6 separate regions of the Mus musculus genome follow, and all the other regions are linked to region 1. Evidence: chromatin contacts called from public Hi-C and promoter capture Hi-C data. All regions are on one chromosome and are shown on one strand. The core of a region is the stretch at or near the end of the contact, and the rest is flanking DNA. Distances in the headings are between cores, read along the strand shown. Region 1 holds the start of Fth1 (ferritin heavy polypeptide 1). Region 2 holds the start of Zfp91 (zinc finger protein 91). Region 3 holds the start of Fam111a (family with sequence similarity 111, member A). Region 4 holds the start of Dtx4 (deltex 4, E3 ubiquitin ligase). Region 5 holds the start of Rtn3 (reticulon 3). Region 6 holds the start of Plaat5 (phospholipase A and acyltransferase 5).

What was found. Promoter capture Hi-C pulls out the DNA fragments that hold promoters and counts their contacts. A called contact is a pair of places that touch in the nucleus more often than the background predicts. Capture Hi-C pulls out chosen DNA fragments and counts their contacts.
Region 2: a promoter capture Hi-C map of hippocampal neurons shows a contact between it and region 1, with 5 times the contacts expected there. A contact is called at or near these places in 5 of 39 promoter capture datasets (hippocampal neurons, liver, neutrophils and 1 more), 1 of 484 Hi-C or Micro-C datasets (CD8 T cells), 1 of 130 datasets of targeted methods (astrocytes) and 1 of 9 other capture datasets (adipose tissue).
Region 3: a Hi-C map of regulatory T cells shows a contact between it and region 1, with 15 times the contacts expected there. A contact is called at or near these places in 1 of 484 Hi-C or Micro-C datasets (regulatory T cells), 1 of 130 datasets of targeted methods (bone marrow-derived dendritic cells) and 1 of 9 other capture datasets (adipose tissue).
Region 4: a contact with region 1 is called in a promoter capture Hi-C map of hippocampal neurons, with 3 times the contacts expected there. A contact is called at or near these places in 2 of 39 promoter capture datasets (hippocampal neurons and liver), 1 of 130 datasets of targeted methods (bone marrow-derived dendritic cells) and 1 of 9 other capture datasets (liver).
Region 5: a contact with region 1 is called in a promoter capture Hi-C map of liver, with 2.8 times the contacts expected there. A contact is called at or near these places in 3 of 39 promoter capture datasets (hippocampal neurons, liver and pre-B cells), 1 of 130 datasets of targeted methods (bone marrow-derived dendritic cells) and 1 of 9 other capture datasets (liver).
Region 6: a promoter capture Hi-C map of cranial neural crest shows a contact between it and region 1. A contact is called at or near these places in 3 of 39 promoter capture datasets (cranial neural crest, embryonic stem cells and hippocampal neurons).

Annotation. Positions count from the first base shown.
Region 1 is chr19:9,980,597-9,985,031 of GRCm38.p6, forward strand. It overlaps Fth1 (ferritin heavy polypeptide 1), which reads left to right and starts at 2,050. Exons shown (of 4, transcript NM_010239.2): 1 at 2,050-2,387; 2 at 3,585-3,731; 3 at 3,964-4,089; 4 at 4,185-4,435. The coding sequence starts at 2,274. The coding sequence ends at 4,346.
Region 2 is chr19:12,793,479-12,797,913 of GRCm38.p6, forward strand. It overlaps Zfp91 (zinc finger protein 91), which reads right to left and starts at 2,645. Exons shown (of 11, transcript NM_053009.3): 1 at 1,506-2,645. The coding sequence starts at 1,855. Gm44505 (predicted readthrough transcript (NMD candidate), 44505) reads right to left here and starts at 2,645. Exons shown (of 13, transcript NR_024093.1): 1 at 1,506-2,645. It also overlaps a transcript of Lpxn not described here.
Region 3 is chr19:12,571,563-12,575,997 of GRCm38.p6, forward strand. Fam111a (family with sequence similarity 111, member A) reads left to right here and starts at 1,963. Exons shown (of 4, transcript NM_026640.2): 1 at 1,963-2,018.
Region 4 is chr19:12,499,820-12,504,254 of GRCm38.p6, forward strand. It overlaps Dtx4 (deltex 4, E3 ubiquitin ligase), which reads right to left and starts at 2,177. Exons shown (of 9, transcript NM_172442.3): 1 at 1,188-2,177. The coding sequence starts at 1,398.
Region 5 is chr19:7,480,847-7,485,281 of GRCm38.p6, forward strand. It overlaps Rtn3 (reticulon 3), which reads right to left and starts at 2,445. Exons shown (of 9, transcript NM_001003934.2): 1 at 2,093-2,445. The coding sequence starts at 2,237.
Region 6 is chr19:7,610,303-7,614,737 of GRCm38.p6, forward strand. It overlaps Plaat5 (phospholipase A and acyltransferase 5), which reads left to right and starts at 2,235. Exons shown (of 6, transcript NM_025731.3): 1 at 2,235-2,528; 2 at 3,028-3,121; 3 at 4,233-4,341. The coding sequence starts at 2,381.

The sequences.
Region 1 (4,435 bases), core at 800-3,299:
TTTGATGATATGATAGCTATCTCCAGCCAACCTTCCCTCCCGACCTTTGTTTTCTTCAGGGTTTACAAGCTAGTCCACTGGCTCCATATGAACCTCAGAATCACGACCTGCCAAAGAGACACTGTATTTTCACATCTCTGACTCTGTTGAGTTACAGGGTTAGAGCTGACATTTGTAGTATGGAAGATGACCGACCCTTCAGGAAGATAGCACCTCCTTTCCCCAATACTTGCTTGGCTTTGTTTCGTGGTATTGGTGATCTTATTACTTGCTACTTGAGTCTCTGCTGCTAAGGTAAGTGAAAATATTTGCTCACTACCATCACCCTCTTGCTGGTCTTCCATCATATTTTTCTGATGGTGGTTACCCTTAGAAAAAAATTGCATGCATTCTACATGTGACAATGACTAGGCTGGACTCCTACCAGTTTTGTATTGATTTACAGTAATGTTCCTAAAATCAAATGGATATGATATATCCATATTACCTACAGGGTAAAGTTTAATGACTTTTTATGGCTCGCCAGTCTGACTATGTTCTTTCCAGCTCTCCCCAACATGCACTTCGTTTTTCGGGCCAACAAACACACTTTCCTTAAGGTTCCTTGAACAAGGGAAGCATTCCCATGCCTGCCCATTTGCTATTCCCTCTACTTAGAACTCCTTTCCCCACCTCCCTCCTCCACTTTCCAAAGGGAATTTGTTCATCAACTTTAGCTCAGCATCAGTCTCCTAGGGCCATCGTCCTGAAGTCTGACTCCAGGATATTTATCCAGAAGCATCCTGCAGCTAGATTACCACTGAAATCTTTCCTGAAAAGAACATATATAACGTGTAGTTTTAAAAGACTAAGTACTAGTAATGTATTTCAGTAGACGTACCTTAAAAGGGGGGAAGAGGGTTATAATCCCAGCTCTCTGACGAACCAGCCTGGCTTACACAGAGAGTCCCTGGCCAGTCTGGGTTACTGATCCAGTAACTTTGTCAATCTTGCTTCAAAACAATAACAACAAAATCGAAGTCCAACTTCCAGTTTTGAGAATATGAACAGCATCTGCTGGTTCTCCACCTGTGTTAAAGACTAGACAAGGCTGAGCACAAGTGGATGTGGATGGCAGGGCCTAGCAAGACGCAGTGGCTAATCTCTAGTTCTGCTTGCTATCCAAGAATTCGCACCCATTTTGAAGCTGGGCCACAGCTACAAGATAGACACAGTTGGCTTGTCCCTCTGCAGTTTCCTGCACCTGTCACCTGCCATTCTGCAAGCATCAACTTCACTCCAAGGACAAACCCAAAGGTTACTGAGAAAGATAAAGGAGACCATTTTGAAACAGACACACGTAGGTCACTTCTTTACTTTTCTAATCCAGAGACGTCTCTTAATTTCAAGCATCACCAGGGGCTTTCTCAGAAACCTAAATGGTTTGGCCCCAGGATTGCCCTATAGACAGACGGCTGTTGTCCTGCTCTAAGGAGAAATGCGCCTTCTTAGCCTTTGTTTTTTCAACTGTTCTCAGAGCCATGTTTGCCTTAGCAAAAAGCCGGGGTTGCTTGAGTCAGAAGAACAGGGTAGACCCTAACCTCCTCGCCAATAGTTCCCCTACTCCTCCTCTGAGCTTCTCTCCACAGATTCTGAAGGAGGGAAAGCCGCTCTTTCCCAGTCCAACTTATATGTCGTTCGCCATTTACAGCGCCACGCTTCCATTTTCCTATTTGTAAGACGAAGTCGCTGTCTGGTGTATGTCACGACTAACAACACGCACTTTGCCTAGAGTTTAGGGATATCCTGTGAGAATTGAAAATCATCCTCATCGGTACCCTCTGTGCCCATCTGGGACCCAGATGCCTCTGCAGTACGGCTAGATCCAACTACGCCCGCCCCGGGCCACAGAAACAGCGCGCTTGTTGCCAGGCACCGCTCTTGCAGAAGCTCAGAGCCCCTTGCGTCGCCTCACACTCACACAGGCTCCTCCCCGCCCGCGCCCTGCGGGTTTGGGCAACACGCCCACAGGAAGAGGCGGGGCGGCGCGGCCCGCTGCGCTGATTGGCCAGCGCTCGCCTGACGCAGGATCCCGCTATAAGTGCGGCCCGCTGTCCCCTCCTGCGCCAGACGTTCTCGCCCAGAGTCGCCGCGGTTTCCTGCTTCAACAGTGCTTGAACGGAACCCGGTGCTCGACCCCTCCGACCCCCGCCGGCCGCTTCGAGCCTGAGCCCTTTGCAACTTCGTCGTTCCGCCGCTCCAGCGTCGCCACCGCGCCTCGCCCCGCCGCCACCATGACCACCGCGTCTCCCTCGCAAGTGCGCCAGAACTACCACCAGGACGCGGAGGCTGCCATCAACCGCCAGATCAACCTGGAGTTGTATGCCTCCTACGTCTATCTGTCTATGGTGAGTGCGGCCTCCTCAGGGCCACTTGGGGAGCCGGCGGAGGGTGGGTCGGGGCGTGGCCTGCTGCGGGCTTCCCCGCCTTCCAGCGCCCTTCTGGAAAATGGAGTTTGTTCGGGGTTCTTTCCTAAGGCAGGCAGCCCTGCCGTGGCAAGTCTGAGCACATAGCACCTTGTGGCTCCTGCATAGATCAGGCATGTCATTACACCACTTTTTTTTGAAGCCTTAGGGCAGTACGACTGTCAGCCTGGCCAATCAACCCTGCAGTTAGGTGCATTTTCTGCACGCTCGTCCCCTCCGATCACGTGGCCTACAAGCTTCTCTGTTTGGTTATGCATCCTGCTCCAGTTCCTCCTGGAGTATGGCGGGTCTGCTTGGTCATGGTGTCGAGTGGCAGCCTTGGGGCCTGGTGTAAAGAGGCTTATCTCTTGTGAGCTTACTCTTGTCCCCTTCAAAGCAGCCGCCTCCACCTCTCTGCTTATCACAGAGCCTCACTTGCATTGAAACTTATCGCTAGGAATCTCCCCTTCTGTAGTTATCAGTGTCACCCCGACCTTGCATTTACAAGGCATCATGTTACTGTATTTTTCTTATTTTGCATGAGTGTGGCTTACTAACAAGTGGTAGGTACATACTTGTTGGGAAAAGCCTGCTATCAATTGCTGGACAAGGAAGTTTTCCATGTAATAGTTTCTGAAAAACAGGTTTGGGGAAGGCCTGGACTTTGAAACAGGTCCAACTTCTGTGGCTGTCATTCCTGGAATATGAATACACTGAGTGCTTAAAACTGAAAATCAAAGCTTCTCCTAATATATTTGTGCTAAAATGCAATGCCCTCAATTGTTAACAGGGCATGATGCATTAATTTTATAAATCAGTGGTTGTTTGTAGAGCTGGAAGCCTTGTGACCTTGTGTTAGCTACTTTTTACATGATTGGTGAAGGAGGAGAAAAATGGCCTCCCAATGCAGGATACTCTAGCACCCTACCTCTTAGACAAGTAGATTTGGGCTTGGCTTAAATTTTTTTCTCTGCACTAATACCGAGCCGTAGAACACTTGATAAAGCCAAGTCCCAAGGTTTGCCTTCCCATCCTTACTGAACTTTTAAAAGGCCGAGTAGGATGGCTCACAGCCTTTGCATACAGCCATTGCGGTGCCTTGCAGTGGAGATCAGTAACATGTACCCTTTCCACTTTCAGTCTTGTTATTTTGACCGAGATGATGTGGCTCTGAAGAACTTTGCCAAATACTTTCTCCACCAATCTCATGAGGAGAGGGAGCATGCCGAGAAACTGATGAAGCTGCAGAACCAGCGAGGTGGCCGAATCTTCCTGCAGGATATAAAGGTAAGTAGATCCTAGGGGTGCCCTAAATGAGCGGTTAGACTTTATTCAGGAAATGATGGTGCACTGAGGCTTCTGTCCTTGTGTTGTTGGCAAATGGCAGTTGTCGAGCATCCTGCGGTGAAAGCTTAGAGGAAATTGAGGGCAATCCTTTGCCCAGAGCATGATGGCTCAGTGTGAGGTGTTTCCTGGCTTGGGTTGATTGGTAGATGACTTGACCCGATGTTTCATTCAGAAACCAGACCGTGATGACTGGGAGAGCGGGCTGAATGCAATGGAGTGTGCACTGCACTTGGAAAAGAGTGTGAATCAGTCACTACTGGAACTGCACAAACTGGCTACTGACAAGAATGATCCCCACGTGAGTATCGGAAACGTGGGATGAGTGGAGGAGATGATTTGCCGCAGGACTTGGGAGAGCTGACCAGTAACTTTGTCCCATGTTCTCTTTCCTAGTTATGTGACTTCATTGAGACGTATTATCTGAGTGAACAGGTGAAATCCATTAAAGAACTGGGTGACCACGTGACCAACTTACGCAAGATGGGTGCCCCTGAAGCTGGCATGGCAGAATATCTCTTTGACAAGCACACCCTGGGACACGGTGATGAGAGCTAAGCTGACTTCCCCAAAGCCACGTGACTTTACTGGTCACTGAGGCAGTGCATGCATGTCAGGCTGCCTTCATCTTTTCTATAAGTTGCACC
Region 2 (4,435 bases), core at 1,395-3,894, 2.8 Mb after region 1:
ATTGCATTATAAGACTCAAGGTCCATTAGCACTTCCTACGATGTAGGGAAAAGTTAAACACTATTCTAGGTATAATTTCACTTGATTCAGATGTACTTAACTCTCAAGTGGCAGGTTTATGTAAGGTAATATAAAACCACAACACTACAAAATATATACAAAAACACCACTATAAAGTACTCCTGCCTCTGTTAGGCTATCACTCCTCAAAATAACAAGTTGAATTTATTATTTTAGTGTGTAAGACATTGTGTGGTTTATTTAACACACACAAACTCAGGCCATAGAGGTAATTCCCCATATAACTGTGTACAGAGGACACATAGGTTAAAAGATTTTGCCTAAGGAATTTATGCCCAATTAAGATTAATGGTTTACATATTTTCAAGTTTGTGAGATTAAATACATTAAGATTTTTGTAAAAATGTACATACAGCAGTTACAACTTTCAATTCAGCTTAAAAATTTGTAAGGACAGTTTTACTCTCCACAGAACTATAGTTCCCAAGTTTTCTTAAAGAAGTTAACTTCCTTAAGTCACATTCAAAACCCGGGAAAACACTTGTAGCAAAATATGATACACTTGGATTTTATTCCTGAAGTGTCTCATGCAACTGTTCTAAGTCATAGATTTAATTCTGGAGCAAGCTTGTTTTTAAGCTTTAAAAATTTTCTAGGTCTAAGGTAAGCCAAGCCCTTGCACTGTCTCTACTGGAAGGTTGAAGGTTATCTGAAACCGAAATTCCTGTTCTTTGATTTTCTGTCTTTTTCTTACTTGTAAATCAAGTGACATAATACTCTTAAACAGTGAATAACTAATCTGATTAAAACGTGTAACTTATAAACTCATGTACTTAATTATTCTTAAGCATTACTCTAATGAGCAATTTAAAATATTTTTGCTCCTGGCCATCTGTTAAGGGCCTCTAATTAGTTCAAAGTAGTAATTCAGATCAATGTAATTTTAAGAATAAGTACCTACGTTAAAATATCCGCATAAAGAAAAAGTTTATATACTAGTAAAAAGAACTACACATCTAGTTTAGTTGTAGAAAATACTTGTAATTTGCACAACGGTGTTTTCCTCTGACGACCAGACTATTTAGAAGGGCGAGGAAGGCTACTTTCTAAGTGGCTCGAATGCTAAGTTAAGAACAGGTAAAAACACTCTTCAGGGCTAGTATGGTGCGGCTGATTTCCTAACGGGGATGTGATGTAACACTGGAAGCGATAGGCTGACAAAGGGGGTGCAGAAGCCAGAGTGAGGACCGAGCAGGCGGGAGGCAGAGGGCGTGCAGCCTGCACTGGGCGACTTCGGGCGTGGGCTGGCGGCCACAGGCAGTGAAGCAGCCGGAGCCCGGCCGCCAGCGGCGTGACATCTGGCGTGCCGAGCCGGCAGGGGGCAGAGCAAGCAGGGTGTCACGTGGAGCGGGCGCTACGGGAGCCGGGAGGGGAGAGAGAACTAGAGGGGGGTCTTCCCCAACGCTTCAAAGACTGTTACTCACTGGAGTCGCGGACTCTTCTTGCCCTGAGCAGGAGACGGGGGCTTCGCGGCCGCGGGCTGATGCCCTGGGCCGTCGGGAGGCCTGTTGCTGGGGCTGCTCCTCCGCCGGCGGGGATACTCGGCCTTTCTCCGGCGGGACACAGCGGCAGCGGCGGCGGCGGCGGCCGCAGCGGTCCGGCCGCGGTCCCGACCTCCCCTCAGCACGCGGCTGCTCGCGGTCTCTGCAGGCGCCGCCGGCGCCGCCGCCGCGCCGGGCCGGAGCTCCTCCGAAGCCGCGTCGGCCGCCGCTGCTGGGCCCCCTTCCTGGTCCTGCTGCTCCGGGGATCGCGGCTCCTCCGTCTCCCCCGGCATCGGGGCTCGTCCGTCCCCCACCCCTGCGTCCCAGGCGGTGGAGGCGGCGGCGCCCGCGGCGCAGCTCCCCCCGCCCCCCTCGGCTCCCGGAGCGTCCGGCTCCCTCACTCCGGAGCGCCTCTCTCCCCCCCGCCCCTCCGCCCGTTCCGAGGGCGCCCCCCCCCACCCGCCCCCTGCCACTCAAGCCAGCGACCGCCGGCGGCGCGCACGCGCGCACCCGGACGGACACGCAGCGGGCCAATCGGAGGGGAGGATCGGCCCCCCTGGCCCGGCCCCTCGCGGTCTCACACGCAGCAGCGCACTCGGTGCCCTCCCCCACCCCTTCCTCCAACCAATCAGGAAACGGCTCCGAGGGAGAGCGCGAGGTTTCCTTGCCCGCGCGCCCGTTCTCACCGTTAAACGGCTGCGTCTCGCGACAATCCCAAAGTGACCTTTCTCCCCCCCCACTTTGGAGTTCGGCTCAAGCTAGGGGCGGTGGGAGGGGCAGGGCTGGCGAGGGCGGAGGCGAGGACAAAACGCACCGTTCTCAGCCGCGCGCGCACCCCCCTGCCGGCTGCGCGCGCACCTGCCTCCCGGAGGCGCCGCTGTCCCCTCAAGGGTTCTTACTAGCCTAAGAAGTAGCCTGGACGTTATCCCGCCTCCACCCAGACCCCCACCTTCCTGCTCTGGCCTTTCTGTCCCCAGCGCCGCCAGCTCTCGAGGGGAGAAGTGGTAAATTATTTGAGTTGCAGCTTCTCCTTTAAGAAAAAAAAGGCCCTGTCCGTTGCCGGATGAAAGTCTCTGAAAAAATGGCGGCGATAGGATAGAGGCGGGGCCGAGGGGACAGCGCGGGATAGTCGTGAGGCGCACGCGCAGGGCCAACTTCGCCGAGGGCACTCTGGGAGACGTAGTCCTATTTACTCTGCGCTTCCAGAGAAATCATGGGAAACTAGAGGCAGAGGGAAGGCTGGGAGCGTCTATCTGAGGTCTGAGATTACGTTTTAGCGAGGCATTGCTTCCGGGTTAGGTCGCGACGCCTGCGTACAACTGGCAAAAATATTGAGCCAATTACAGGCTAGGGGTCCCTGGGAGAGAATCCTACTTCTTTTAATCTTTTTTTGTGTAAGTGCTCCGAAGTGCCCTCGTCATAGTCTTTACTTACTTCGGTCTGGTCATTTGACGCCTCCTCTGCGACCTGTTAGCTACGCTCCTTTTTATTCCTCCATCTTGTGTTGAGCCTCTCACTTGTGAAGCCCAGGAGGTTAGGGACTCGTTCTGCGTCTGTCAACTTAATTTTAATAAAACGTGTAGGACGAAGTGTAAAGTTGTTTCCTGGTAGGGATGGGGCGCCACGGAATTGCCGTTGGCTGTGGTGCTGGAGCTGGAGAGCCGGTTAGCGTGACTCACTGATTTTTTTGTGGATAAGTTAGCTGTCGCTCACGTTCTCCACCCCGAGGCTGAATGCCTTTGCGGTCTGTAGATGTTTCTGCGGCACAGGAAACACAGTCATAATAGCAGCTCTGACTAGCGTTTACAGCTAAGTACCTTCCTGATGGGGAAAGGGGGCTTTCCAATCGTTCAAACCGCAACTGGTGGTAATGCAGCCTCTTATACGTTTGTATGCATTTCTTTCCCTCTTAAACATTGTTTGCATTCCTTGGGTTGCCTTTTACACATTGCAACCAGGAAACGACTTTCAAGGAGACTCCTTACACTTCGAAGATGCAAACGTCTTAAGTTAAAATCTACACAACAGTATGGAAAGATACAAAGTTTGGAAATCTGATTCAGAATTTTATATTAGCCATTAAATTTTAGACTTTTAAAGAAGTTCATTTTTCTTTCTTCTTTTCCTCCCAGCATCTGGCTCATTTGCCACACAGATAAGGCAAATGTTTTATAGTCTACCGAGTTTTGCGCTTTCAAAGGATTAGTGTCCTTTTCAGTTCTAAAACCCGACGGTATCAGTAGGAATGAATTTTCTAGCGCTGTTTGCAATGAGCACGTTTGGAACAGCACTGACATCCAATGGCTGCTTAAAGTAATACAAAAAGCGAGCCTCTTAAAAAAGGTTTTAGTAAAATGAATGACTTGTTCCTTTTAAAAGATGATCATTACAAAACTATCCCTTTATTCTATTCTTCTAGCCAGTTATTACTCCCTATTCCTGTTAGTCTCTTGGTAAACACTGGGACAAAACCCACTTCACAGGGCCATACTTATAGTTCTTTATATACTGCCTTTTCTAGGCAATTTTCTGTTAAATGCGTTTGTTGTTTGTTTGTTTCCTTTTGAGATGAACAAAGGCACAATAAGATAAAAATCTACCTCTCTCACCTTTTTGGAGAAATTGTGAACTGAGCAGGAATTGTAATTCAGATTCTGGAAGCTTAGTACCCAGTATCTTAAATCTTCTCAATTGATTCTTCCTTATTCTGTAGACGTTTGAATGTTGAATAACTGGATAAACCAGGATCAGAGAATTCAAAAGTGAACCCACTTCTCTTCAACTTTAAAGAATCTATAATCTGGGCCAGTGAGATTGCTTAGCAGATAAAGGCACTTTGCTGAAAAGTCTGATGAATTTCATCTGTGGGACCC
Region 3 (4,435 bases), core at 713-3,212, 2.6 Mb after region 1:
GACATTACTTCATAGTAAAGGGCTAGAAAAAGATTTTCCAAGCAAATGGACCCAAGAAGCAATCTGGTATAGGCAGTCTAATTGCTATTGAAATAAGGAAGGTGGGTGTGTTTAAAACGTAAACAGTCTTCAGATGGCTCCCATTTGACTCTCTGTATGAGTTACATAATATCATGAAGAAACTATCCAGGAGTGAATATTGTACAAATTCCCTTCTTAGCAGACAATGTTTTTAAAATCATCTCACTTCTTCTGAACATAAAATATACCCTAGAAAGAACCACGCCACAGCTGTGCTAGCACATGCATGTGAAAATCATCTGGTAGGCCACAGGAAGTCTTGAGTTTTGTCACAAATGTGTAAAATCTAGTCTAGAGGGAGACTGTGGGACTGAGTAATGATGTAAACTGACTTACATTGTTAAAAACCATTCTAGAATCTATGTGAACTACAAACTCTGGGGTGTGGTAGATGTGGAAAAGAGCATATAGCTAGATATATGTTTTAGGTTTTCAGAGATGTTTGGGTTCTCCAAGGTGGTAGCAATAGTTGTAATCTGCTCAGTCTCTGTGAGCTGCTATGGAAACAGGTTAGTTGATTCTGTGGGTTTTCTTGTGGTATGCTTGACCCCTCTGACTCCTACCATCTTCCTCCCTTTCTTCTGCAGGATTGCCCAAGCTCTTCCTAATGTTTGGCTGTGGGTTTCTGCATCTGTGTTTCCATTCATTGCTGGGTAAAGCCTTTCTGCTAATGATTATGTTAGGCGTCTGTCTGCAAGTATGAATGAATATCTTTAGTAGTGTCAGGGGTTGGCTTCCTCACATGATATGGGTCTCAAGATGGACCAGTCATCCCTGGCCACCTCCACAATTTCTGCACCACTTTTCCCCAGACTATCTTGTAGGCAGGACAATTTGTAGGTAGAATGCTTTGTGGCTGGGTTAGTGTCCCAAACTGTTCATTGGAAATCTTGTCCAGTTATAGAAGATTACTGGTTCAGGCTCTGTATCCCCCATTGCTGGGGTCACCCTTATAGATTCCTGGGACTTTCCACTGCCCTAGTTCTTTAGCCATGCCCTAAGCATCCTCCTTCTTGCCCCATAACAGTTGTGTCTCCCAGTAATCTCTTCCCACTCCCTGCCTGGCTCCCTCCCTCCTCTTCCTCCTTTTTAATCACAGCTCATATTTCTGGAGTGGACACTCTCTTTATGAGTAGAAAATATTTACTCCCAATGATGCACATCTGGAAAAAAATCAATTTATTAGGTCATCGAGATGACTCAGCATCTGCTGCCAAGTCTGACTGAGTTTGATCCACTAGACTCACATGGTAGGAAAGAGCCTGAATTCCTGAAAGTTGTGACATGTGGCATACACACACATACACATATTACACACAAATAATAAATTTAATACATTTTTGAAAAATGAGTCTTTGACAAGGATTTGCAGCTTCTTTCTGATTTGTTCAAGTACTGAAGCTGGTCTGCTGTGGGGATGTTACCCCCTAGAAAGGCCCTGAGTCCTCCAGCCTTCCTCCTCCTAGCTCATTCTCTTCCTGCCTGCAGCCAGAAAGCATGTCACTAACCTGCTGCCCTGGTCTCTCTTGCTATTTGGAAGAAAATCCCTGGACCTGCCTGAAACCAGGAGGGAACCCAGATCTAGTCCTGGCTCCTCAGCTTCCCACTGAGTCCAGTTAGCATACCTCATTTGACTAGGCTCTAAAAGGAGATCCCTGGAGAGTAGAGGACCACACCCACTCGATTGGCGGGCTTCCTTGACTAGGCGGCCCTTAGAGACCAGGGCGGATGCACACTGCGCTTGCTCTGGTCCAGTCCCGCGCTCTGAATGCAGCCAATGGACTGAAGCACAGCTGGTTGCTGTTCAGAGAAAGGACCAATCCGCAGTCTCTCCACCCTCTGAACAAAGACGTCAAATGACAGTCTGGTTCTGTTTTTTCTAAAAGACCCGGGATTCCAGCGGCTGGAGCGAAGCTGCCATAGAGTGGAAAGATCCAGTAAGTAAAAAGCCACTTTAAGATTAATTTCTTCATGTCAGAATGTGGTGTGCAGCAAATATTCACCAATATATTTAGCAAGTCTATTTCATCTTGGAATAAAAATACACAAGTGACAAATACTGATTTCTTTCTCAGGCTTGCCTAGCAGGTGGAGTGGAAGCTATCCATATTCGAATAGGTGGTTACTACATTAACCTGATTTGTCTGCTGTTTCCATCAACATAACCCAGTATGTTCTGCTGAGGACTAGAAAATACCAGTCATCTTTAGTGTTCTTTAAGGGCACTGTGACGGTTTCCTCCCAAAAGCAGACTTAATGCTAGATGTTGGGTTCAAGTGTAGCTGGTCCTAGCTGTGAGCCAGGGAAGGTGGCAGGTCCATAAACAAACTGTGCTACTCTGAAATGAAGAGTGGGTGAAATCTCAGGCACACTGGTGGCATGGGGGAACTTCTAGCGCTGGAAAGCCCTTGGGACAGAGGCAGAAGGGCTAACCCATCTGAAGGACCCAGGGAGCCCAGGGTTGTTTTCAGCATTCTAGCCTCAGCGTGCTGGTATTGATGATGTGGTAGTGTAGGAAGAGGCAGGCTTAGATCAGCTCTGGTCTTTGCCTCTGGAAAGCCTTTCTGAGAGAAAAGTAAGTAGGCAAGAATGTGCACATGGCTAGCCAGAAAATAAGCGCCTTTAAGAGAGGGGGAAGTGAAGGTGGGGGAGGGAGACAAGGGGCTGGAGAGGAAGTTATTAGGCAATAGGGAGGGACGGATGTGGCTCAGAAGCCAGAAAGAGGCTTAAAGGGGCTTGGTGGGGCAGGGCGTTATTCAGAAATAGGGAGAGTGAGAAAGGCCAGGGGAAAGAAAAAGGGGGCAAGAGAAAGGGGAAGAAGATGGAGAAAGCAATTCCAGGAAACTGTTAGGGAGACCGAGGATGGGACTTGGTACAGGCCATATTGGTTTATTGCTCTACTAAAGAAAGATAGTACATGTAAGTACTTTGTCTTCTCAAATTATAATGTGGTATACTCGGAGGAATTTGTATTCACATCATTCTAACTGAAAAAGCAAGGAGGAGTGGAGGCAGGAGGGGATCATATGCCGGGCATGGTGGCGCACACCTTTCATCCCAGCACTGGGGAGGCAGAGGCAGGCAGATTTTTGAGTTTGAGGCCAGCCTGGTCTACAAAGTGAGTTTCAGGATCCCCAGAGCTATACAGAGAAACCCTGTCTCGAAAAACAAACAAACAAACAAACAAACAAACAAACAAACGAAGGAGGGGATCATACAATGAACTTCCAAATACCTATCATATAGCAAATAATTCTGTATTAGAGGATATTTCCACCATTTTTTTTTGAGACAAAGTCTCATTTAACTCAGGCTGGCTGTGGACATTTTAACCTGATCCTCCTCCACATTCTAATAAAATATGACCCAGCATGAATACCGAAAATCGTTTGTGTGGGGGTAGATATGGAATGATTCAGAATTGTTTAAGCATGTGCCTGTGAACTGCCAAATTCATATTTCTTTCTGTTAGCTTTTATATTTTACAATATGAACCATCAACAGACAGGGAACCTCACATTGTTTTTCTGGTTGAACAGAAATTTCTGCCCACCAAGATCAGCTAGTCCAGACCAGTTCCTCAAGTACTCATGCACTATCATTTTCTTAAGTCCAAGGCGTGTCCCTGTGGGTAAATATTGGCCTCAATCCCAGCACTAGCAGGAATATTCTCTGAGTAATCGTTCACAGATGGCCGTTCAATTTTCACAGCAGATGAGGATGACTCTGCCCCTCCTTTTAGGGTGAGGAAGAGGCAGAAAGTAGCCAGTAGCCGGGCGGTGGTGGCCCAAGCCTTTAAAATCCCAGCACTCGGGAGGCAGAGGCAGGCAGATTTCTGAGTTCGAGGCCAGCCTGGTCTACAAAGTGAGTTCCAGGACAGCCAGGGCTATACAGAGAAACCCTGTCTCAAAAACCAAAAACCAAAAAAAAAAAAAAAAAAAAAAGAAAGAAAAAGAAAGGAAGGAGCCAGCCAGTAAGCCCAGGTCCCTGCAGCTCCAACATGGCTGCCTAAGCTAAGCCCGTACTCTTGGCATTCACCCTGCTGTGCAAATTCTCATAGGATGTCCCTGCCATATTTTTAGTTGCTTCTGCTTTTCACAAACACAGAACTAGTTCAGGGGGGCTAGTAGACATCCTTCCTAGCTCCTTAGCAGCAGTTACTGGTAGAAATCTAGGACTCAGGTGCTACAATGGAGGGGTTAAGATCATGGACACAGGCTTTACATGGCTCCCACCGGGTATGTGCTTCAATTACACATAGAGAAAAGAAGCAAGCCGTGGGTGGCTGTCCGCAGACAACCTTTCTGTTTTCGTCTGATCACTTTCTACATGGATGGAAACACGACTAAAATGC
Region 4 (4,435 bases), core at 927-3,426, 2.5 Mb after region 1:
TTACACCCTTGGGACAGGCTAGCCAGAATTCCAGAAATGACCCCACCCACCCCCCAATTGAAGAGATTACTGTATGGAGACGGAAACTTGTCCCAAGTCATCAGTTAAGCCGGGACAAACTAGACCCAAAGAAGAGAGCAGCACCCTTGCTTTTCTTCTCTCTCCAGTATCTCCCAACCCTCACTCTAACGTAACCTATAGAGCTCCCTTCCTTGCTAGGATCTGGAAGAGCTACACGGCTGCGAGATTTGCGGCAGACCTAGTGGCAACTTAATTTTTATGGAGTTTAGTGCCTTGGGAGGTCAGAGTGGTGGCTCCTGTTTGCTATTTTAAGCAAAAAACCTAAGGACAGTTTCTTCTTAGCCTTTCTTCTTCTCTTGCTGCCTCCCTCCGTCCCTCCTCCTCCTCCTCCTCCTCCTTCTCTATGGACAAAGGGAGCAGCTTCCCTGCCAGGCATTCCAGAGCCCAATCCTCCCGCCTCCTCTCTCCATCTGCTCTGGCCTGTTGCTTCAGTGCTTGGAGTGTACAAGCAGAGGCATCTGCGGATGCCACCACATCCAGGATGCTCCAGTCCTGGAACCCATGCTCCACTCTCTCCCAGTATTGTCCCAGCCCTTTCATACAATAGACAGTAATTGGAGACTGGGGATCCCTTTGCCTCCCCAAGTCTCTTACCCAGGAGCTGACAGTGGGAAGGCTGGGTCCCTAGAAGAGGGCCATATAGACATTAAAGTTGAAAGGGGGTGGGGGGTGGGGGCAAGTGTATGTTAGGCCCAAAGGTGCCTGAGGCAAAGCAGGGTGAACTGAGGTGTGAGCAAGTGTGAGCAGGTGTGAGCCAAGAGGTTCAAGTAATGTCTTGCTGAAGAGTCAGCATTTCTTGGGGGGTGGGAGGCGGTTTGCAAAACCCTAGAGTTCTTGCACAAACGGCTACTAGGGGCTGATGGGGGCATAAAGGGGTTCTCCTGCAGCTAGGCTGAGGCTGGGTTGTATAATCAAGACTCTTTAAACTACTTGCAAGGACATTTACTTGGAGGTGGTCTTGGAATCCTGTGAGGACCTAGGGAAGAGAAGCACCTGCCCTCAACACCTATAGCTGATACCAGTGAGCAAAGCTGGCCACTGGGTGGATCACAGCGGACCCACGAGGCGGGAGCTCCTGGGACAGACAAGAGATGTGAATGGCTCACCCGTGTCTTGGCGGAACTGGTTCATGGACTGCAGGTCGATGATGTAGGGCGCGAGCCGGCTGTCCACCTGGCCCAACACCACGCTGCCCCCGGCGCGGGGACCAGCGCGCACCACCGCCTCGATGTGGTGACTCACGGCTGGGCTGTAGGGACGCCAGCGGCCGTGTTCGTTCAGCCATTCCCACACCACCACTGCCGAGGCCAGGAGCATGGCGAGCCCGGGGTTGCGGCGCGGTGCTGCCCACCTCCCGGGCCCGGCCTTCTGCGCTTCCTCCGGCGCCGCCGCCTCCGGGTCTCAACCGCGCCCCCCGGTCTGCGCCCCACCGCTGCGGGAAGCCTCAGCTGCGGCCCATGGGGGAGTCCGCAGCCGCGTAGGCACTGGGACACGGACCCCGGAGCTGCCCGTCTCCGACTGCGCTCCGCCGGGCTCCGCCGCCTCTGCCGCTGCTCCGAGGGGTCCAGCGGCTTCATGCAAAGGCCCGGCCCTGCGCACTCGCCGCCCCGCCTTGCAAAGCCACCCGGGGGCGCGCGGCCCGAGCGCGACGCTGCACCCGCCTCGCACCAGTTGCGCCTCGGGCTCCGCGGGCGCCCGCGTGGATCGCGCCGCACGGTCACGCCCTCCGCCCTCTCTCCGCTTCGAGTAAGCCGACCGCGGTGGCACAGCTCCCCCTCCCTGCGGCTCGGCTCAGTGGCCTCCAGGAGGAGTCGCCCCTCCCGGGCAGAGCGCCAAGGCGAGCTCGCGCCCGCGGAGGCTTCCCTGGTCCCCCAGTCTCGAGAGCACGCGCGCCATCCCGGTCCCAGCTGCCACTGCCAGGACCCAACTTTGCAGCCTGTTCAAATATGGAACTGTCTGTCTGTCTGTTTTCAGCTCAGCACCGGCCGTGTCCGCGGCGTGAGCTCAGAGGCTCGCATCTCCCTACAGCTCGTGCATGCATACGCATTCTCTCTCTCTCTCTCTCTCTCTCTCTCTCTCTCTCTCTCTCTCTCTCTGTCACACACACATACATCCACACCCACACACGCACGCAACACCCCCCACCCACACACACACACACACAGGAATTGCCCCACGCTCTCCTTGTTCTGTCCGTTATTACCTCATCCTCGTCTGCACCGTTCCCTAGCTGTCCATCAAAGATGCAAAAGCCACGCCCCATGGCCACTAGCACCAGCGATCTAGAGCTTCCATGCCCCCTGCTGGTCCAAATCCTCAAGTGCAGGTCAAAGGCCACACACTTGTGACCATCGAGAGCCAGTGCCAAGGGTTCCCTGCGTTTACATAGAGAGAAAAGAAGTTCTTGCTGTCCAATTTTTCTGTTAGAAGACACAAGGTAGACTAATTCATCCTGCAGTGTCTATGTAAATAAAACCATGAGACAGCAGAACAAACGCAAGCTAGACTCGCTCATTTTGATCATCAATGGCTAAAGAGGAAAGTAATATAAAGTGGGTTCTGACTAAGGGGATTGAAGCCTGTATTGCACATTATTGCTTGGCATGGTACATCACACGGGCAACTTCCACACTTGAGAAGCAAGAAGATGGAGAATTTCATGCCACATATCCAGACCAGGTCTCCAAACGAATTAAGTTAGACATTTTAAAGAGAATTATGTATTAACCTTGTCAGAAAACACACACTTTGTTTCTCCGTGGGTGGAACTGCACAATGAATCCGTTCTGACAAAGTGAAGCTGGAATTTGGAGCAATCTTATATTGGTAATGAGATTGTTAATCTTTTTTGGAATGGCTTTTCCATAGTTTCATGTGCTCCTTTTATATTTGAGGAGACAAACAGAAAACCGCTCCTAAGCAGATAAACTAGAAATTTCCAGATAGAGGAAACTTAAACTGGGGAAAGGTGTGGGTGGGTATTAAGAAATATTTAACTGTCTGCTTGCAGGACAAACAGGAAGTAGAAAGAACTAACGTTTACTTTCTGACCATTCTCTTTTGCACTCCGTCTTCTTGTGTCTACCACGATAACACGGCAGGGTAGTATAGTAGAAGTGAAATGAATGACAACACAGGAAAACATTTGCGCCTGGGTAACTTGTTAGAGAGAGTGAATATATAGTAATTAGTTGTGAGTCTGAACAGGTGAGAGGGTGCGCCAGAGAACCTGACAGCTTCTGGAACAGGCAGAAGCACAGAGGCGCTGAGGCAGCACCCTGTGTGGGCCGGGGACAGCTGGCCACCTTCCGGACCGGAGGACAGGTGCCCACCCGGCAGGGGAGGCGGCCTAAGCCACAGCAGCAGCGGTCGCCATCTTGGTCCTGGGACTCCAAGGAACTTAGGAATTTAGTCTGCTTAGGTGAGAGTCTGTACCACCTGGGAACTGCCAAAGCAACACAGTGTCTGAGAAAGGTCCTGTTTTGGGCCTTCTTCTTCGGCCAGGAGGAGGTCCAAATACAAGATATCTGCGCACCTTCCCTGTAAGAGAGCTTGCCAGCAGAGAGTGCTCTGAGCACTGAAACTCAGAGGAGAGAATCTGTCTCCCAGGTCTGCTGATAGACGGTAACAGAATCACCAGAAGAACAATCTCTAAACAGAGTCAACTATAACTACTAACTCCAGAGATTACCAGATGGCGAAAGGTAAACGGAGGAATCTTACTAACAGGAACCAAGACCACTCACCATCACCAGAACCCAGCACACCCACTTCGCCCAGTCCAGGGAACCCCAACACACCTGAGAACCTAGACCTAGATTTAAAAGCATATCTCATGATGATGGTAGAGGACATCAAGAAGGACTTTAATAAATCACTTAAAGAAATACAGGAGAACACTGCTAAAGAGTTACAAGTCCTTAAAGAAAAACAGGAAAACACAATCAAACAGGTAGAAGTCCTTACAGAAAAAGAGGAAAAAACATACAAACAGGTGATGGAAATGAACAAAACCATACTAGACCTAAAAAGGGAAGTAGACACAATAAAGAAAACTCAAAGCGAGGCAACACTAGAGATAGAAACCCTAGGAAAGAAATCTGGAACCATAGATTTGAGCATCAGCAACAGAATACAAGAGATGGAAGAGAGAATCTCAGGTGCAGAAGATTCCATAGAGAACATCGGCACAACAATCAAAGAAAATGGAAAATGCAAAAAGATCCTAACTCAAAATATCCAGGAAATCCAGGACACAATAAGAAGACCAAACGTACGGATAATAGGAGTGGATGAGAATGAAGATTTTCAACTCAAAGGTCCAGCAAACATCTTCAACAAAATTATTGAAGAA
Region 5 (4,435 bases), core at 1,195-3,694, 2.5 Mb before region 1:
AAACACAAGCTAAACAAAAATACTGCATGTTAATATATCAGTACTGCTAATATAAAATTCACAGGGTGGCAGTACATACTTGCATTCCTCTGGCACACTAAGGGAGCCAATCCCTCTGACAGTGCATTAAAAGAATAAAAATGTTGATTCGAGGGCTGGTGAGATGGCTCAGTGGGTAAGAGCACCTGACTGCTCTCCCAAAGGTCCAGAGTTCAAATCCCAGCAACCACATGGTGGCTCACAACCATCCATAACAAGATCTGACTCCCTCTTCTGGTGTGTCTGAAGACAGCTACAGTGTACTTACATAAAATAATAAATAAATCTTTAAAAAAAAAAAAAAATGTTGATTCGTGATGGGTGTGGTGGCATGCACCTGTAGTTCCCATGGAGGTTGAGGCAGAATCATCTTGCATTCAGGGCTAGCCTGGGCTACTTTGTATTAAAATTTTTTTTCACTATTTGATGACAACCATAGCTAAAAATTTAATTCTCTGAGTGCTAGCTAGACTGATTCCTCAATACTTAACATTTGATCTTCAGCACAAAAGGCCAACTTCTGAAACCTAGACTTTTATCAGAAATTTGGAAATTAGGACTAGGCCAACCAAACAGTAAGCAGTGATTAAAGGCAAGTCACTAAGTTATAGAAAAGCCACCGTTTATCTGGAAAATAGCCCAAAATGCAAAAATTTGAAAGAGAAATGCTGGTGGTTTAAACAGAACCAGGGTTCAAAATATGCTGCCTCATTCCCTTTATCTCCAGAAAACTTCCTCCCATACCATTTATCCAAATGGCCATTCCCATGGAGAATTCTGCAGGGCACCAAAGCTCTCAGACAGGTGGAAGGCCAGTATTAGGAAACATGAGAGAATATATTTAATGCTAAGATCAGGAATATTGTGTCATAATTCAAGACTGCGCTGGAGTCAACAAAGCATTTTCTAAACCTCTTAAAATCCTTCCTTTGACAAACCGAATTTTTCGCCAAAGACTCAGTTCTCTTAAGAACCACCACCTGCCAGTGGTGCATATTTTTCCTCAAGAAGGCATCTGCACTGCAGATCTCTCTGATCTGAGTCGAGCTTGCCAGTCAGCTCCCACCAGCAGGCAGACTTGTATACAAAAGAAACTAAAGGAGGCCGCCAGCGTCCCTCCTAGTCTTTTCACACACAAGAGAGAAGGGGGTTCAAGCAGCCCAGGCTTTGTCTGAATTCTTTCCCCTGCAGCAATCGTTCCCTTTTGTTATGCTGCTATTGAGAATAGGCCATCGAAAACAAGAAATCAAAACATGGTGATGGCTTGGCAAGACTGTATTTATTATCTTCTAGAATATAGCAACTGACTGCGTGTCCCCACCCCCACGATGCACCACCGGTGAAGAGCCGGCTGTGTTGCAGATGCAGCCAAGGATCCATCTTGGACTATCAGCAGCTCCCTCCCAAATCTTCCCATGCTATTCTCATCACGCCTCATCTACCTCAGAGTCTCAGAAAAAAAAAAAAAAAAAAAAAAAAATCTGGCATTCAGTTTAGCCAAAAACAGTAACAGAACTTCCTGATCCTTCTGGCGAACAAAAAAAAAAAAAAATTTTTTTTTGGAAGGCTATATCATCCATTTAAGATTGTGTCAACCGGTCTGCAAACCTGCAACGCCACCTTTTCCACCACTACCCCTCTCAAAATCCTAGCGACTTCATTTCTCCTACGTCCCACCTGTCACAATCCCCTGAGGCTCGCTAATCCTGCTCTAAGTCACCCCCACCCCCCGACCCACCCTAGGGCTCTCGGGCCTCCAGCACTCGATCCATTGGGTGCACATAGCCTTTCTCCGTTTTCACCCCACTGCGGTGCCCTCCCTTGCAGGGGGTCAGCGTCAACGCCCACTCTAGTTCACCACCCCGCCCCCAACCTGTTTTCTTCACACCCCGTTATTTCCTCACCTCGGTCCTTCGCTCCCCTCCCCCTTAGCCTGTTCCTCAAATGCCCGCCAAGAGACTAAAGCCGCCCACGGCCCAGACAGGTCGCTCGCCCCTTCCCGGAGACCCAGTAGCTCGCGCTCCCCAGGGACCAAGCCCCACGCGCGCCTCACCCGCACACGAGGAGCCGCAGCTCTTCGCCCCCAGGGCGGGGCAGGCTCCAGGGCTCCCGCCGCCGCCGCCGAGAGCTGACGGCTCGGCCCCGGAGGACGACGAGGAGACTGACGGGGACTGAGTGGCCGCTGACGACTCCGCCATGGCTGTACGAGCAAGGGCGGGAGAAGGGTGAAGAGAGACGTAGGGCGGGAGAGTGGGAGGGGACACAGAATAATCCAGCAGCTGGCTCTCCGAAGTTCCCGGCGACGCCTGTTCGGAAGACTGACTCCGACAGACTGACTGACTCAGCCGAGCTCCGCAGGGAGAGAAGGAGTGCGAGCGCGCATGCGCACAAAGAGCCTGGACGCGCGGGCGGCGGCCTCGGAGGCGCGCAGCGACGCAATGCGCAGGCGCAAGAACTGTCCCTCTGCGCTCCCGCAGGAAAGGACGCAGTGACTGGGCCCGCGGGTGGGGCAGGCCTCTCGGGGGTGAGGGGTAGGGGGTGGGGGAATGGGGGAAAGCCTGACGTAAGGGGCGTGGCTAAACTCTAGAACCGGCCCGCCACTGCAGCCCCTGCTACAGATTAACCGTGCCCAGTCTCCCCACCTTCCACTTGTTTATGTGAATGTTTTCTAGCTGGCAGATTATGTTTCTTTATGCCTTCATAAGCTACAAATTTTTTATTATAAATCCTAATTGATGTCTTTGCCTGATACGTACCAGCCTGTGACTCCAAAGAGTACAATATTTAAAGACCCCCCCTCTGTAATGTTCTTTTTGAATTATCTGGTCGTGTCGTAATATCGCCCCACCGAGGCAGGCATGGTACAGTCCCATGTTTGATAGGTGGAGAAAGATGCTAAACAGAATGAGAAACTATTACTCATTCCAATCACATTGCAATGCAGGCACAGAATCGGCTTCATATTTTTATCTTGTTTTTCTTCCCAAAGAGGCTTCAGGTTGTCTTTTCTCTGAGCTATGTTCTGAGCTACAAAAAACATACTTTGGAAAATAAAAAAGAAGCTGCCGAGGAAAGGAAAACCAGGAGAAAACGTCTTGGTTGGGACTGGGGGAATGGAGTGGACATGAAATGAGGTATTAAAAATGAGGCACAGATACTCATAATACTGAATTTTATTCATGTCCTAAGATGAGTCCCCCAAAAAATGACATTTGAAACTGGACATCAATTTATGTCAAATTTTGTTCTTTTTAAATTTTAAGTACATAATGATGATAAAGCTGTGGGATTTGATGTTGCTAAGTAGCAATCTATGACCCAAAGTGCAATTGCAGATTCAGCAAATTCTGTAAAGATGCTAACTCACAGAGGGAGCGCTAGGCAAGCAGGCTGCTGCAGATGGGGAACAAGCTGTGGACCGCATCTGTCCTAGACAGTTTTTTAAGGTCAAATAAAGCTCAGATAGCATCTTGGTTGTTGCAGTGTTCTGAAAACGATCCAGGATATTTCCCAAAATGACTCTGGAAAATATCTTACTCTGTCACTCAACGGCAGGCATCAATTGATAGTGCAGCAAACTGTCCCCCGATGCTGTTGAGTGCCAGAGAACGATGGCAAAGGGAACTGTATGCCAGTAATCAGGAATCCAATTACTTATTTTGGTGAATGCTTAAGTATTTTTTTCTTAAAGTCTATGTTAAAGTCAGGCATGCTGGATAGTTCTATGTTACCTTGAAATCTGAAAAGAGGGAACCTTGATTAAGAAAATGACTCCAGCCAGGCAGTGGTGGCACACACCTTTAATCCCAGCACTTGGGAGGTAGAGGCAGGTGGATTTCTGAGTTCAAGACCATCCTGGTCTACAGAGTGAGTTCCAGGACAGCCAGGGCTACAACAGAGAAACCCTGTCTCTGGAAAAAAAAAAAAAAAAATGACTCCAGGGCTGGTGAGATGGCTCAGTGGTTAAGAGCACTGACTGCTCTTCCAGAGGTCCTGAGTTCAAATCCCAGCAACCACATGGTGGCTCACAACCATCTGTACTGGGATCTGATGTACTCTTCTGGTGTGTGTTTGAAGACCGTTACAGTGTACTCATATAAATAAAATAAATAAATCTTTAAAAAAAAAAGAAAAGAAAAAGAAAATGACTCCATAAGATCAGGTGGTGAGCAAGCCTAAAGGATATTTTTCTTAATCAGTGATCAATGGGAAAGGGCCCAGCCCATTGTGGGTAGGAGCATCCCTGGGCTGAAGATTCTGGGCTCTATAACAAAGCAGGCTGAACAAGCTAGAGAGCAAGCCAGTAAACAGCACTCTCCACGGCCTCTGCATCAGCTCCTGCCTCCAAGTTCCTGCCCTGTTTGAGTTCCAGTTCTGACTTCCTTCAGAAGTAAGT
Region 6 (4,435 bases), core at 985-3,484, 2.4 Mb before region 1:
GAGTAGATATTTTTGCAGTCTTGATCTGGTGCTTGGAGTCTAGAAGGAGCCCGGAAGAGCTGCTGGTCTTTAGTCTCTGTTGGAATCTTGAAGACTCAGGTTCTAATACTACCGAAGGAATGCTGCAGCAGCAGGATAGATGAACTTGCTGCCACTGAGAGTAAGGACAAGTAGGCAAAAAGCAGAAGCTTCCTTCTTCTATGTTTTGTAGTGTGTGTGTGTGTGTGTGTGTGTGTGTGTGTGTGTTATCAGAAAGTCCGTTCCAGAGTTAGGGTGGAACCTCAAATAAAAATAAATCCCTCACAGGTGAGTCAGCTGCCTGGGTTTTAGCTGATTTCAGATGCAGTCAAGTTGGCAACCAAGATCAGCCATCACACTCCCCAAGCAGAACCATGAACCAGGGATAAGTGTTCAAATATCTGAGCCCATTGAGCATTCATTCAAGCCATTGTAGCATCTATAACAAAGACTCGTGTAGATAACAAAAATGCCTCAAAGTTCTCCAGGCTAGGATGCTCAGGACCAGTGCCAGTAGATTCAGCATCTGATGAGAGCTGTGTTCAGGGTCATAGATGGCAATGCCTAGATAACCTACGTGGTGAAGGAGGCTTCCAGCTCAGTAGGGGTCTTTTTGTTTTTTTAAAATAAAGATACAGGTCCCATTCATGAGGAGTTTGCCCTTGGGGTCTAAGTTCTCAAAGTCTTTCACCTACTTAACCTACTTAGGGTTAGAATTTCACTCTGAATTTTGAAAGGACACAGATATTCAAGCCAGCCATCATTTTAAAAATGAAGCTTCAGGGCTGGTGAGATGGCTCAGCGGTTAAGAACACTGACTGCTCTTCCAAAGGTCCTGAGTTCAAATCCCAGCAACCACATGGTGGCTCAAAACCACCCGTAAAGAGATCTGACTCCCTCTTCTGGAGTGTCTGAAGACAGCTACAGTGCACTTACATATAATAAATAAATAAATCTTTAAAAAAAAAATGAAGCTTCAATCATGAAAAAACCCCAAGGTATTAGGTTTGCAAAAGGGGGTTTGGAAAAATAGTTAAAAGGTAAGAGGATATCAATGGCTAGAGAAAGTATTTTATTCAACCGCAAAGAAGGACTTTTCATTGTTTGTAGGAACATGGAAGGAAAGGGGGATCATGTTTATCAAACTATGCCAGACTCAGAAAGACAAGTAGCATGCATGCTGTCATGCGTGGACTTTGGGAATAATAATTGTAAGGCCAGGAATGTCTGAGGGGGGCTGTGAAGGATGTGGAGAGAAATTGAGGTGAGATGATTTTGAGGGAAGGAGACTTGAATAGTGAAGTTGACCAAAGCACATCAAACACATAAATGGAAAGTACATGACTTTGTAGAGTGCAAGTTTGCGTGGATAGAGTCACTGTATGTACGCAGTCCTGAGACTGAAAATGGGGATCCCTTGAGCTCAGGAGTTCAAGGCCTGCCTGCCCAGCAGAGCGAGGTCCCATAGTAAAAAACTAAGGAAAAGACAAAGGACACATTAGACTGTGGAGACAAAGGACACATTAGACTCAGGGAGGAGGGAGAAGATGGATGGAAAGCAGGGGACGTAGGTGGGGCTTGTGTACTGGGTGTGTTCCCATCTTTGTGTAAACATTGTATATTTATTTGGCTTTCATTTCAAAAAGATTTATTTAATGTGCATATGTGTTGTCCACATATGTCTGTATACCATGTGCACGCCTAGAGCTAGTGGAGGCCAGAAGAGGGCGTCAGATTCTCTGGAACTGGGTTTATAGACCTTTGTGAGTCGCCAGGTGAGCGCTGGAAGCCTAGTCTGAGTTCTCTGCAAGAGCAACAGATGCTCTGAACCCTAGCCATCACTCCAGCTCCCGTGTTTCGCTTTTGTGTCTCATGCTAGCGGAGGCTTGCCTGGATGTCACTGTGTAGAGAAATTGAAATTCCCAGCCTTTATAATCCGGTCTCAAAGCCCTCGGTGTGTTTGGTTAGTCAGTAACTCTCGACTTCTCCAGCGGCCTCAGGTGCTGCCTCTGGGACTTTGGGACCGCGTCTTTGCGTGACTCATGAATGACCTAACTCCTGCGTGGAGCGCCTGCCTTTCCGTTGAGTTGCTGGGGCGCCTTCCTCCGCGCCAGTGTCTACGCATACGCTTACTGCACAGTTGCAGCGGCCCACACCCCACCCGCTCCCGCGCGCGCCCTCATTCCGCGCGTCCCGCCCCACGCGCTCTCGCCGCCGTTTGACACGCGCTCCCTGGAGGCGACGCCCCACCTCTCTCACCTCCGTTCCAGCCCCGCTGGCCCCAGTGCCCATGATCCCGGGGCTAGGCGGACCCTGGTCCGCACCTCCCTGCAGGCGCGTTGTCCCTGCTGGCCCCAGCGGGATGGGCCTGAGCCCAGCAGCCAGCGGGGAGTTCGGGATCCGCCTTTCCAGGGTCCCATGGCCACGCCCCACGCAGATCTCGAAGACCTCAAGTACAGAGTCAAGTGACACCCAATCTGCAACTGGACAGTCAACTGTACCCCACTCAGGTCTGCCCCAGGAGTCCCAGGAGTAGGGTCTCTCCCTCGAGATCTTTGAGGGTAATTCCCAGCGGTTGGCCCCTGCCAGAAATGGTTTGGCAGTTGCTTGCGTCTAGACAGCCCCCATACAAATTTTATGGAGGGCAAAGCAGGAACCGACACAGTTCTAATTCTTATTTTATACACACACACACACACACACACACACACACACACACACACACAGATATAATTTTTTTTTGAGACAGGGTTTTGCTATGTAGCCCTGGCTGGCCGCAAACTCTTACTATGTAGATCAGGTTGGCCTGGAACTCACAGAAATGCGTCTGCCTCTCTGCCTTCAGAGTGGTGGGATTAGAGGCATTCACCACCACACCTGGCTTTAGACACCATTCTAAATCAGAACATGCAGCCCACTTTTGACTCGAGTTGGTCTTTCATGGGGCTCCCTCCTTCCCCCATAGAAGGCAGCTGTGTATTAAATCACACCCCTTCCCTCCTGAACTAGACTCAGCGAGTTCTCAAGCGCTGTTGGTCCAGTTCTTGCCGAAGCAACTCAAGCAAGACCGCCGATTAGAACAGGCCCGAAGCTTTCAGCAGGGGTAAGAGTCTTACTATGAGGACTGGGGCTTTGGGTACCAGAAGCATTTTTGAAGATCTTATTTAGATGCTAGTTCTGCAGAACACCATACCCACCCCCTAACCTGCCTCCTCCAGATGGTTTCTGCCAAGGACAAACTAGTGAGTAGCGCCTGCTGGGTAAGATTGAACTAGGCTGCAGACCTGATGACTGTTGGCGTATCTTGTGGAAGTTTTTACCCACAAGACCACTCTCCAGACTCATCAAAGTTGAGTGAGTTTGTAGGAGTACAAACCAGTGAAAAATTTAGGAGGTTTGTGCCTGGGCATTAGGTTGGGGCAAGGAGAGGAGGTTTGAGGCGTTTTGCATTTTATTATACTCTATTATGTACCGTCTTCTCTCCTTTTAAGATCAGTGTGTATCACTCACTGATAGAGATTTGAAAAGAATAATGTGCAAATTAGAAAATAATCAGAAAGCTCTGACCAGAGGGGGAAGGGAGAATGAATAATAGAATTTATTTGAGAATAAGTTCATAGTCCAGTGCAAAATGCACACACCTTGTGGAAACCAGCAGCCCATTCCAAGGAATAGAGAAGAGGAAGACACATTTAGAGTTGAATCGAGGAGAATTAAAGTTGCTGTGAATAAATCATCTTTGGCCACAGGTTTAATTATAACAGGGGTGTTTAGGGACCAGCAGGGTATGCCAATCCAAGATGAATGATTGCTGGGCAGGGGTGTCCCCTGAGAAGCAACATTGTGGCAGGACGTGGTGCTCTTTGTGCAAAGTTATGGCTTGTGGGATTCCTCAAAGTAGCTCTTGCCAGCAGTGCATGCCAGCACTCCCTATGGCTGCATTTTTGTCTGAATTTGAGACCAGGGACTCCATTTTGAATGTGACACTTCTCACCTACACACTCAGTTTTAAGCAATTGGAGACAACCAGGGCGAAGCTGTTGAACTGTATGAAGGCGAATGAATGTCTTCATAGAGTCAAGTTTGCAGGTGTGTGTGTCTCTTTCGATGACAAAACTGAAAGGTGTCTTAAAAGCACAGATCTGTTCAGTCACACAGACTTTCCAACAGCCGTGGAACGATGTTTACAATGTGATTGCAAAACCATTTTCTAGAGAGAAGCCGGAAACTAGTTTGGAGCTCACACCCAGCAAGAAGAGGACAGAGCTGATTCCAACATCAAATTCAGAGATCGAAAGCACACAAAAAAACCAAGCAGTTGAGGTGCGTATCCCAGGAATCCATAGGATGAGTGTTTTAGTTTCTTGGTCATTGCTCACTGCATCGTGTTTTACTCTGCGTCTAATAAATATCTGCA